Linked DNA regions of Mus musculus: region 2 is linked to region 1. A link is a contact called in public HiChIP or PLAC-seq data. All regions are on one chromosome and are shown on one strand. Each heading gives the region's core, a stretch centred on a gene start, on an enhancer-like site or on the middle of the called end of the contact. The rest is flanking DNA. Distances are from core to core; before and after follow the strand shown.

Region 1 (5,853 bases), core at 191-2,690:
CCCTGACATCAAATTCAAGTGCTTGGGAATAACATTGAAAATAGATGGCTGTGTTTGAAAAATAAAATATCAAGACATGAAGAATGTGGAGACTGATGTACATTTCAGAGCTCAAAGGTAATTTCACTGTATTTTATTATCATCTGTCAGACTTAAAGCATTAAGGAGACTAGAAAATTGATTGTCACAGAGGTTTCTGAGGACAATGGTTTCTCTGAGTTGGTGTAAATATATTCAGAGAGACTTGTTCCCACTTAATAACCTGCGTTTTTCCTTCGGAATCACTGATGCGTTCACTTACAGTGTTTGAAAGGCAGTTTGTCCTCTGCTGTCAAGTGAACTTGATAGAATAACAGAAAAAAAATTGAAAAATTCAATCAGATCTTGTTACTTCTCTAGGGACTTTCTTGACTACTTACTCTATTTAAGAAGTAAAAAAAATGGAACACCATGTTTCTTTGGTCTTGTACAAAATAGAAACCCAGTTGGAGAGAATGAAATCTCCTTGGCAGATGCCAGGTTCCCCTCTCCACATGCCGTGGCAAGTACACTGGGATGTGGGGCCCTTTGGAGGGTAAAGCCATGTCTAAGGGATTATATCACATTTTCATGCTATGATGTCAGAGACTGCACTCATCAGCTTATTTATTGCTTATGGCATGATTGCTAATCCAGACACCTAAGACATTAATAAGAAAATAATAATGAAAAATATCCCCCTAATCAGAATATAAAGTTGTGTGTTGACTTTCATATAACTGCCTATTAAAGAGGCTCAGACTTCTGTTGGAACTGTTTCACTTGATTCAGTAGACATTTAACTGAAAATCTTTGAGTAGGGCAAGGGTTAAAATTCTTTTCCCATGTGCTCTAGTTTCCTTATCTAAGAATGCAATGTCATGGCTTTACCAGTGGTTCTAGGAATTAAGGTAATCATGTTGGAAATCACCAGACTATATATTACTCACTGAGTTCTTACTATCTGCCAATGCTGGTCCAATGCCTATAGAGGGTCATTTACATTTATCATTTAGCTGTGTGGTATGACCATGCAGATTAACCAGCTTATCCATCATGATGTGGAAGGAAGAGGTGGAGCCAAAATTAGAACCCAGAGTGTCTGGCTCTCAGTATCTTATCTTTAGGACTTAGATCATTGTTCTTTGCCTTGTGTTACATAGTGACCCATGCCAGGGAACTCTCAGCAGCCTGTGCTTTGCTTCCCACAACTGCTGCCCCTTACTCTATTTGTGTCTGTGTGTGTGCATGTGTGTGTATGAGTGTGTGAAAGAGAAAGAGAGAGAGAGAGAGAGAGAGAGAGAGAGAGAGAGAGAGAGAACTTGTAGAGGAGAAGGAGGGGAGAGTGTAGCTATGAGTAGTAGCACAGGTGCCCATGGAGACCAGGAGATGATGTCAGATACTCCTGAAACTTAAGTCACAGGTATCTGTGAGTCACTTAAAATGTGTGTGCTAGGAACCGCACTCTGATCCTTTTCAAGGGCAGTAACCACTATTAACCACTGAGTCATTTGTCTAGACCCTTCCTGCCTCTTTTTTACTTAAGCAAAAACTAGATACCTTCCATATATCACGTTTGAATCATTATGGAATTAGCAACAAATAAGAGATGTCCATGTCCTTCCAAATTTCCCAATCTAGCCAGAGATGTGGAAACATAAACTCATAATTACATACTAGTAAATATTGTGCTGAAGAACAAGAAAAGGACAGTAGTCCCTTATCTGTCATTCCATCTTCCAATAAATCATAGTTACATCATTTGACTACAATCCAAAAATATTATATAGAAAATTTCAGAAATAATCAATAGATTTTAAATAAACCTTATAAAGCAGAATGTTATGATTAGTTGATTTTGTTATTGATTTTTATAGTACATAATTTATAAAGTATACTATATAATTAATATGTATGTAAAGTAGAATATATACAGTATTTATTACTATACTTCTTTATAGGATCTTAGAATATGTCCTCCTTGGGTATATAGGAGCACTACATTTAGTTTGGCTTCTACTTCAAAGAGGGTTCAAGATCTGATGTGAAATCCATTAAGTTTGTTGTTCAGATTCATTGACTTTATATAACATTTTATTTATCACATACACACTGAGAACTAATTTTAAGCATATAATTTGATGATTTATACATGAGTAAACATGTCCATATAATGTCTATCTGATGCTGGTAGTCTTAGGTTTTCTACCTTTGCTGGGTCTCAGAGAGTTGACACACTTCTCCAGATCAAAATTTATACACAAAGTATGCTCAGAGAAGTGTCACAGTGGCCTGAAACACTGCTCCACTGTTCCTACTACATGCCACTAGCCAAAGTACTTCTGTGTCTTATTTTTCCTCTCTTTCTTGCTATAAACATAAGTAGATGTGTATATATTTTCTCTTACCCCTCTGTCTTTTATACAAAGTAATGTGTGAGAACTTTGTTTAAAAAAAAAAAAAGCTTTTTTTTTTCATTTAATAATGATTCTCCAAGATCACTCTACTGAACCATTTGCCCTGTTTACTCATAGCTAGGTGATAAATGGATCAATGAATGCATGTCCTATCATTTATTTAGCCAGTCACCTATGCTCACAGTCTCCTATGTTCCAGCAGTTTCTACAGATGCCATTGGAATGAGTAGAATGGTGACATGTCTCCCTATTGAGACTGTGTCTTCAGTATAAATTCCTAGAACTGGAATTGCTGGGTTGAGAGGGACATTTTACTATAGTCATTAGTGTAGAGCCAATGATATGGCCCAGCAAGTAAAGGAGCTTGCCCCCAGGTCTGATGGCATGAATTTAATTCAGAATTTATAGTAGATGGAGAGAATCGAGCCTTAAAGTTGCTATCTGACTTCCACATATGTATGGTATACATACAGAGAGAGAGAGAGAGAGAGAGAGAGAGAGAGAGAGAGAGAGAGAGAGAGGCCCTTTTTTAAGTAGCTAATGGCCAAAGTTCCCTCAGTAAAGACTGTGTGTTTCTTTATGTTGTATTCCTCCTACCAGTGCCTACTGAAGCCTGTTTCCTCATAGCCCACTGAGCAGACTGTAGTGTCAAGCTCTGAGGTTTTGTCAGTCTGAACAATGAGCAATAACATGTCAGTCAGTTGTAGCCAGAATTTGTATCACTGTAAGTAAAGTTGGTTGCCCTCTCATATAAATCAAGACCCATGTCTTTATCATTTTATACATTTTGTATTTATTCCCTCTGCCCATTTGTCAACAGTTATCAGTCATTTCTCTCACTAGTGTTAATTCATTTTATATGTTAAGGACATTCATCTTGTTCTATGGTATGCTGGGAATACTTTCCATTTGCAATTGGTCTTTTGACTCATCTCAAGATGGTTTGCCACATATAGTGAATTTATTACTGTTTTCATATCTAGACTTTTAGTTATAATTACTTTATAGGTCCAAATTAGAGAAATTTAGCCCATATTTCCTGCTGATGCTGGCAAAGGTTTTATGTACATTTTGAATATTAATTTAGTTTCTTTTGCACATAAAAAATAAGTTGAATCTATTTTAATTTGCAAAATAATGTTCTTTAAAACTTATTATCCAGCAAACTAGTACCATTTATTAAAAACACATTCTTTTTTTTTTTTTAATGTTTCTTTGGCATCATTATAGTGCTTGTTTTACTCCAATTCTAGATGTTGAAAGTCTCCGGTGAATAATGTGAGGTTCTCTGAGCAGATGTAGAATGGTACTTAGCCATGAAAGTGGAGGCAGTTGATCTTGCCTGACAGATGAAGGTTTACCTGTTGAGATTCTTCTCATTTTCACTTTATAATTTAAGAGCTGATTCCACTCCTCATTCTGATGATCTATTTAGGCCTGACTGCTTACATTCCCTGAGGATAAATTCTATACCCATGAGTAACATATCCAATATAAGAAAATTCCAATCATGATACGATGTCATTGCTTTTAACAGCTGCATAATGCTCCATTGTGTAAATGTGTTGGGTTTTTGTTTGTTTGGTTGGTTAGTTTTGGTTTTTCCATTCTTTGGTCAAGGAACATCTTAGGTTGTTTCCAATTTTTGGCTATTACGAGTGAAATGCTATGAACATAGCTGAGTAAGTGATGTGATGTGATAGGATGTGTTAGGATGTGTTAGGATGTGATAGGATGTGATGGGATCTGATAGGATGAAGTGTCCTTTGGCTATATGCCAAAGGAGTGGCATGACCTGGGAGGCAGGCCCAAGACAATGACATGTCTTGATATAGATTTCCAATTTTCTGAGAAACCCTTTTGCCTATTTCTTGGACCCATTTCCCCCTCCTTGGTTACCTTGTCCAGCCTTGATGTCATAGTATGTGCCTAGTCTTATAGTTTGTTATGCCATGTTTGGTTGATGTCCATGGGAGGCCTGCTTTTCTAAGGGAAGATGTGGAAATCTGGGAGAGAGGTGAGGTCGCAGAGATCTGGGAGAGAGGAGAAAGGGGAAAAAGGCTGTAGGGATGGGAGGGAGGGGAAACTTTGGTCAAGGTATAATATATAAGAAAAGAATTTTTTTTAATTATTTTTAAAAAATCTAGAAAGAATATCTTGTACCAACCGTCCCATGCAATTTTTCAAATGGATACTACAGAAAGCAGAAAATGCATTATGAATTAATAAAGTATTCTTTAGAAACTCAAGGCTTTAAAGTGCATGGCAGAGAGACAAACAAAGTTGTCTTTAAATCTCAACATAATCCTATAACTCTAACATGAGGTTGAGTAAGAGATCTCAGTTTCTAATTGTGCCCACAATCCGAGTGTGCGTCACCAAATCCTGATGTGGAAGAGTGTGGCTCTGATAACTCTGAGCACATGTTTGAGACATTTAACATTTTGGGGAACAGGAGTAGTTAATCCATTCTAGTAAACTTATAGTAAGTACAGGGATGTCCTCAAGGCAAGAATGAGACTAATCATGGGGAAATAACTCAGAAAAGGTTCTTTGTGGCTAAGGCATGAAGCAGATTGGATGATATTTATTTTTAAAGTAATAAATTGTATCCATTTACATTCCTCCTCTGAAGGCAATGTCTGTGTTTTCTGTAGGATGGCTTCTGTGCTAGGGGTTATTAACTTGAGAGAGTGTCACTAACAACAAATTATATTTTAATGACAGGCAGGAAAAAAAACTGTTTATTTACTATAATTTCACGGAGAGACTTAATCATACTTTAGAAGCTCTGCTATGTTTCAAAACAATGATATATTTTAGGGAAAGAAACTGAAGTATGCTTTTCCCCTTCAAAAATTACCTCAACAGACATTTTACAAGGTTTTGCTACAATAGCATGGGGCTGTGCTAGTGACTTAAAGGGCAGAGAGAAGAGTAAAATGTGACCCTTGATCTCAAGGCATTTATGGTCTTATAAAGAATCATCTAAAATCATCCCTGTTTTATATCAAGCTATTCACAATAGGTAAAGACACAACCCACTTATATCTATAGTCACTGGCCTTTTAAATGCTTCCTTTTAAAATCTTCTTAGATGGGAAAAGACACACACACACACTTTTTTTTTTAATTAGGTATTTTCCTCGTTTACATTTCCAATGCTATCCCAAAAGTCCCCCATACCCACCCCTCCAATCCCCTACCCACCCACTCCCCCTTTTTGGCCCTGGCATTCCCCTGTACTGGGGCATATAAAGTTTGCAAGTCCAAAGGGCCTCTCTTTCCAGTGATGGCTGACTAGGCCATCTTTTGATACATATGCAGCTAGAGACAAGAGCTCCGGGGTACTGGTTAGTTCATATTGTTGTTCCACATATAGGGTTGCAGTTCCCTTTAGCTCCTTCGGTACTTTCTC
Region 2 (5,756 bases), core at 2,037-4,536, 130 kb after region 1:
GGCTAGGATTATGGCCCTGTACCTCAAGGCCCAGTCTGTTATTAAAAATAAAAATAAAAATGGAATTTTGACAAAGAGGAGTTTAAAAATACCCCACAAACAAATACCTGCATCTCCTGTATCAGTCCAATGTCTTTATTTTTAAAAAGCCTTACCACCGAAAAGAGAGAGGTCTCTGGTATGTATAGCATTAGCCAAGGCAAGATTTCTCATTTGCATTTTCAACTCTGTTCATGAATTATCTTTTCATTTCCTTTGCCTTTGCAATCAAAAGGAACCCATGAAAAGAACATCTTTTTGTAATGAGAAAAAAGATACACACTTCTTTCTGGCTTCCAAAATGTCATAATATTGCTTTTGGTCCCATTATGATGGGCATCTGTAATTACATAATTTTTTTCATAGCTAATACAGGGGTTTATGTAGTCTCTGAAGAACTCCCTACTGCTCTCGGGTCTATAGATTGAAAAAAAAATATTCAGATTGATCAAAGCCCTGAGGAGAGTAAGGACGAAGACCAGGTCATGTGAGCATCAGGAAAGTAAAGTATTATCATTTAAACTACACATGGAGCTTTTTTTTCTCCTGCTAAGTGATCAGATTTTCAATAGCAGCCTGGGTTGTTCACTGTAAGATTAATAACAACTGACATTAAGTCATGTATTTATTCAAGAAAAAATAATCCCATGAGCCCAGTACATGAAAAAGACCATTATATACAGCTTCTAACTTCACAAAGTATAACTTTGAGATAATTTGCTTCTAGGATGTTAAGTAAATTGGTGTGGAGGAACTTTGAGGGTTTAGTTGTGGATTCTGTTAACGAGCCTGGCAGCAGGGAAATCTGATGCTAAGCACCATACTCTACAATTGCTGGTCACCTTTGAGTGACTGGGACCAAAATACCCAACAAAAACAACTTCTGCAAAGCAGCCTCTTTTTGGCTCATGGAGTTCAGTCCAAGGTTGTTTGGCTCCGGTCCTATTGCCATGCATGACCAAGGCCACTTACAAAAGAAGCATTTAATTTGGGGCTCCAGTTCCCAGAGCATTAGAGCCCATGATCACCATGGCCAGGAGCTTGTCAGCAGGGAGATAGTCATTAAATAATTCTACCAACCAGAGACTGTATTCTAAAATATTTGCCCATGGGGGCTGTTCACATTCAAACCACCAAACTCCATGTGCTTGGGCAGAACTTTGTGGTGGAGGGAGCACTGTGTAAAAGTTCTGACAGTGGCCAAGCCTCTTCCAGAAAGGGCCTATAAATGTCAAGCAAAGTTAAGGCCTGAAGAGCTGGGTCCCCTCAAGGCAAGAACCTGTGAGGCCAGAATCTCCTGGCCTTTCCAGAGGGATTTCTTGGTTCACTTTTGCCTTGTGTTTGCAGATTTTTGGCTCTGCTATTGGCAGTTTTTACTGACACTTTGTCTGTGACAGACGTTTCCCTAGAATCAGAAAAAGAAAGCTCCAGCCATGATTCACTCTTGTTCATCTCTGAGGATTGTGGGAGCAGAAGAGATCCTTATTAACTCCTTTGCTTGTTAATAAGGATGATTTGGTTGAGTCAACACCAGAGCTTGTCTGGGTATGTCAGCTGATGGCCAGATGTTCTCTCCCGATAGGAACTTGGCTCGGACAACAATTTGCCCACGCAACTGTTCCAAACAACAGTTAGGTGATTATCAAAAATTGAGAAAGGTCTTGCTGGATCATTGGTTCCAAGAATAAATGAGAACACTCAGAGATGCTAAAACAAGAGAGAGGAACTGTCTCAGGTTACTAATTTGCTGGGAGCCCTTGGCATTAAAGGAACTAGATCTCCTGATCAGGATGTGGGGAGACAGTAGGTACCAATAAATAAGTCCGAATTTCCTGGATATGTAGCCTATCACTTCTTTATACTGTAACTGCAATTGCTGCCAACTACAGACACTTGGCTATGTACCTGTGTTCTGGGTTAAATATTAACTGATTGCTGAGGCCAAGTGGATTATGGGTTACCAGAAAAAAGCAGGGATTGAGGAAGAGAAGGAAGGGAAAAGTACAGTGTGCACATTATTTGCAAATGTAGGAGGTCCTTAAAAGAGGTTGTTCATAAAAAAATTAATATAAAACTTTTCAGCTGTGGAAAAAAAATAGATATGGGAATAGAGGTAAACTGAGCTGTCTCCGTGCCAGAGTGTATGAACTGCTCTTCTCCGTCCAAGTCTTTCACAGACTCCATACATCCTCCTTCAGGTTCTAAAACCACTAGAGCTGGGCCCCAGCCTCTCTTCTTCCTATTCTGATGGATAGGAAGCAAAAAGAGAAGATTACACAGGCTGAGGCCAAAACAAGTCACAGCCCAGAGACTTACGTTATCTGCAAAGAGGCTTGGCCTCCTACTTTTCACCACCCCACAATAATACTGTCACAGTGCAAATGCATCAAGCCGGAGCCGGAGCCATCGGTGCCCAGGCATCCCTCAGAACAGTGCTTCCCAGTCTTCTGAATGCTGCATTTATTTAATACAACTCCTATATTATGGAGCACAAATTGTTTGTTTCATTGCTACTTTATAGCTATAACCTTGCTTCTGTTATAAATCATAATGTTAATATTTTTGGAATCAGAGGTTTGACAAAGGAGTTACAGCCCACAGGTTGAGAACTGCTACCCTAGACATGTCTTAATCCAAATATAGTAACAATCAAATCAGCCATCTAGGAAGAATATCTTCTTGGCCAGGCACTCAGGTGTGAGATATACCAAATGGAATTATAATCCCCAAGACAAAGATGATAGAAAAGACCAGCTTACATTTATGATACAAGCAGTGGTCACCACAGCCTAGTCACTGCATGTCCAGGTGTCCTTGAAAAGTATCTTTCTGCGCTGTTCCACTTTCCATTCTCATTGAAATACCAGCAACAGCAACAACAAACAGAAAGATAGAAAGAAAAAGGAGAGAGACACAGAGACACAGAGACGCAGAGAGAGAGAACCTATAAAACCTACTAGGCTGCCATTCAAATTGTTGTATAGTTGATAATGACATTGAACTGCTAGTCCTCCTGCCTGTCTCCTGAGTGCTGGGATTATGGACGAATGCCCTCTATACCAGGTTGTGATGGTTTGTATATGCTCAGCCCAGGGAGTGGCACTGTTAGAGGGTGTAGCCCTGTTTGAGTAGGTGTAGCCTTGTAGGAGTAGGTATGTCAGTGTGGATGTGGGCTTAAAAACCCCATCCTAGCTGCCTGGAAGCCAGTATTCTCCTAACACCCTTCAGATGAAGATGTAGAACTCTCAGCTCCTCCTGCACCAGGCCTGCCTGGATGCTGTCATTCTCCTGCCTTGGTGATAATGAACTGAACCTCTAAACCTGTAAGCCAGCCCCAATTAAATGTTGTCCTTTATAATATTTGCCTTGGCCATGGTGTCTGTTCACCGCAGTAAAACCTTAACTAAGGAATAGGTTTATGTTTGGTGGAACCCAATGCCTCTTGCTTTTTGTACTCTGCCTACAAGCTATGTCCCCAGACCCATCCATTTGATGTCCTGCTCTGAAATTTTGTAAGGTTAAAATGTTCATAGCCAAAGAAATCCTAAAGACTAAAGAACTCTTGGTAATGGAATCCATGTGACATGGAAATTGAAGGAGGCAACTCTGGAGGGAGAAGGAGTGGACCAGAAGGGGGAAGTACATAGGGCATGCAGAGAGAGAGTGGGTGGAGCAATTAAAACAAAGCATGTTGACATATATGGATAAAAATGTTATAATAAAACCCATTACATAGTATGCTAACTTTTTAACTTAATTTAATTTAATTTTTGGTTCTTGGTTTTTCAAGACAGGATTTCTCTGTGTAGGCTTGGTTATCTTTGAACTCTCTCTTTAAATCAGGCTGGCTTTGAACTCACAGAGATCCTCCTGCCTCTCTCTCTCAAGTGCTAGAACTAAAAGTGTCTACCACCACCGTCCAGCCATATGTTAACTAATTTTTTTAAAAATTCAATTAAAAAGTATTTAAAATATAAACATTTCTCATTTTGTCTTAAAATATGTCAACACAATTTTATGTACTTCCCAATTTGTTCCTCTCAAATTTGTTCCTACATGGATAGTATTAGGAATATGATTATTCTTCCAGAGGACCTAGGTTCAATCCTCACACTCACATAGTGACTAACAACTGTCTGTAAGTTTAGTTCCAGGACATCCAATAACCTCTTCTGGCCTCTTCAGGCACCAGACACATAAATGGTACACAGACAAATATGCTGGTAAAATACATATCTATACATATACATTAAAAATTTAAATTAACCACATGAGCAAAGGATGGTAAAAATAGCTTTCTTCATTTTTTAAAAGCCAATTCATTATTTTAAAGGTTTCTTTATTTTTATATCATGTGTCTATATGTACATGCTTGAATGTATATATGTATGTATGTATATGATGTGTATACCTAGTACCTACAGAGCCCAGAAGAGACTATCAGATCCCCTGAAACTGGATTTGCATGTAATTGGCAGCCATCTGATGGCTGGGAACTGAACTCACCTGGGTTCTCTGTAAGAACTGCACTCTTAAGCACTAAGCCATCTCTCTAGCCCCTCTTTCTTCTTTTTATGTTGAAGATGAACAAGGTGAATGGAGAACGTTTACTGTTAAGAATGAGCCAAATTTAGCCTCCTAGCATCCCATCTTTGCAGACCACAATTTGGCTTTTCCATGACATCATCAACCATGTCATCAACAACTGCCACACTGACACCATCACTTGCTTTCACAATGCTGATCCTTGTGGTAGTTGTATAATTTTTTTTTATTGTTTACTTAATGTATCTGACCTTAAAACAGATGCATCGCAGGAACTTTTTCTATTTTTCTAAGATTGAACTCTACATGTACAAAAGAAGAGATGCCATGTTGTATTATCCTCCTTACCATAGTGACTTCTTGTGTTCACATTCCACTCAGCTCTCCTGATCACAGCAACTTCCTGTGTGTTTGCAGACTATTGTCACCTGATCCCAGAAATGACTTGCTCTCTTGACTTTTCTTGGCTCCGATGGAAATGGCGAACCCAAGATGGCTTCTCCCAATCTCCATCAGAAACCACACCACTGCTTTCTCCAGAGACAGACAGACAGAGCCACAACACAGCAGAGCAGCGGGTCGTATACCCCAACAACAGCATGTGTCACCAGGACTGGAAGAAGGTCTGCAGGAGGTACCCAGGCAACAGCATCTGTACAACCAAGTACACTCTCCTCACCTTCCTGCCCCAGAATCTCTTTGAGCAGTTTCATAGGTATGCAGCTGGGTCTCCCAACAATATATACCATGGCCTAGCATTGCTGCTGAGATGATGCAGTTCTCTTTGATATCCAAATGTACATATGGAACAAGCTCCTCTCATTTATCAAGTGTTGACTTATCACATCATGTGTTTGCGTAGTAAACATATATGGAAAGAAGAGACTGAACTCATTGTTTGCCCCATTTAGTGAAGGAGATACATTAATTTTTAAATTGCCAAATTGACTTAATTCTATAACTAGAAAAAAAAATACTTGCAAAGAAAGGTATGTGGTACTTTACAGTGTGAATTTGGTAAACAGAGCAATGTCAGCCAAGACTCCCTTGAAGAAGTAACAATTCAGACATGACTGGATGAAAAGATAAAGAGACACCCTCGGTAGATAACTCACTGAGGGGTAAATATTCACTGAGCCAAATATGAGGACTAGACTGTTCAGATCCCCAGA

The links. HiChIP or PLAC-seq counts read pairs in DNA pulled down with a chosen protein or histone mark.
Region 2: a contact with region 1 is called in an H3K4me3 HiChIP or PLAC-seq map of intestinal villus epithelium, with 5 read pairs. The contact joins the promoter of Atp10b here to the enhancer-like site in region 1. A contact is called at or near these places in 4 of 39 promoter capture datasets (3T3-L1-derived adipocytes, hippocampal neurons and liver), 1 of 115 datasets of contacts at active chromatin or transcription factors (intestinal villus epithelium) and 3 of 9 other capture datasets (embryonic stem cells, liver and pancreatic islet).

Annotation. Positions count from the first base shown.
Region 1 is chr11:43,022,306-43,028,158 of GRCm38.p6, forward strand. It overlaps a transcript of Atp10b not described here. Among named protein-coding and RNA genes, the nearest start is that of Atp10b, 120 kb to the right of the region's middle. Within about 2 kb of position 1,441, at least 6 of the 459 cell types and tissues checked have an H3K27ac peak or open chromatin away from gene starts, as enhancers often do. A contact at or near this core is called in intestinal villus epithelium, where this site is marked.
Region 2 is chr11:43,146,591-43,152,346 of GRCm38.p6, forward strand. Atp10b (ATPase, class V, type 10B) reads left to right here and starts at 3,287. Exons shown (of 23, transcript NM_176999.3): 1 at 3,287-3,362; 2 at 5,002-5,299. The coding sequence starts at 5,025.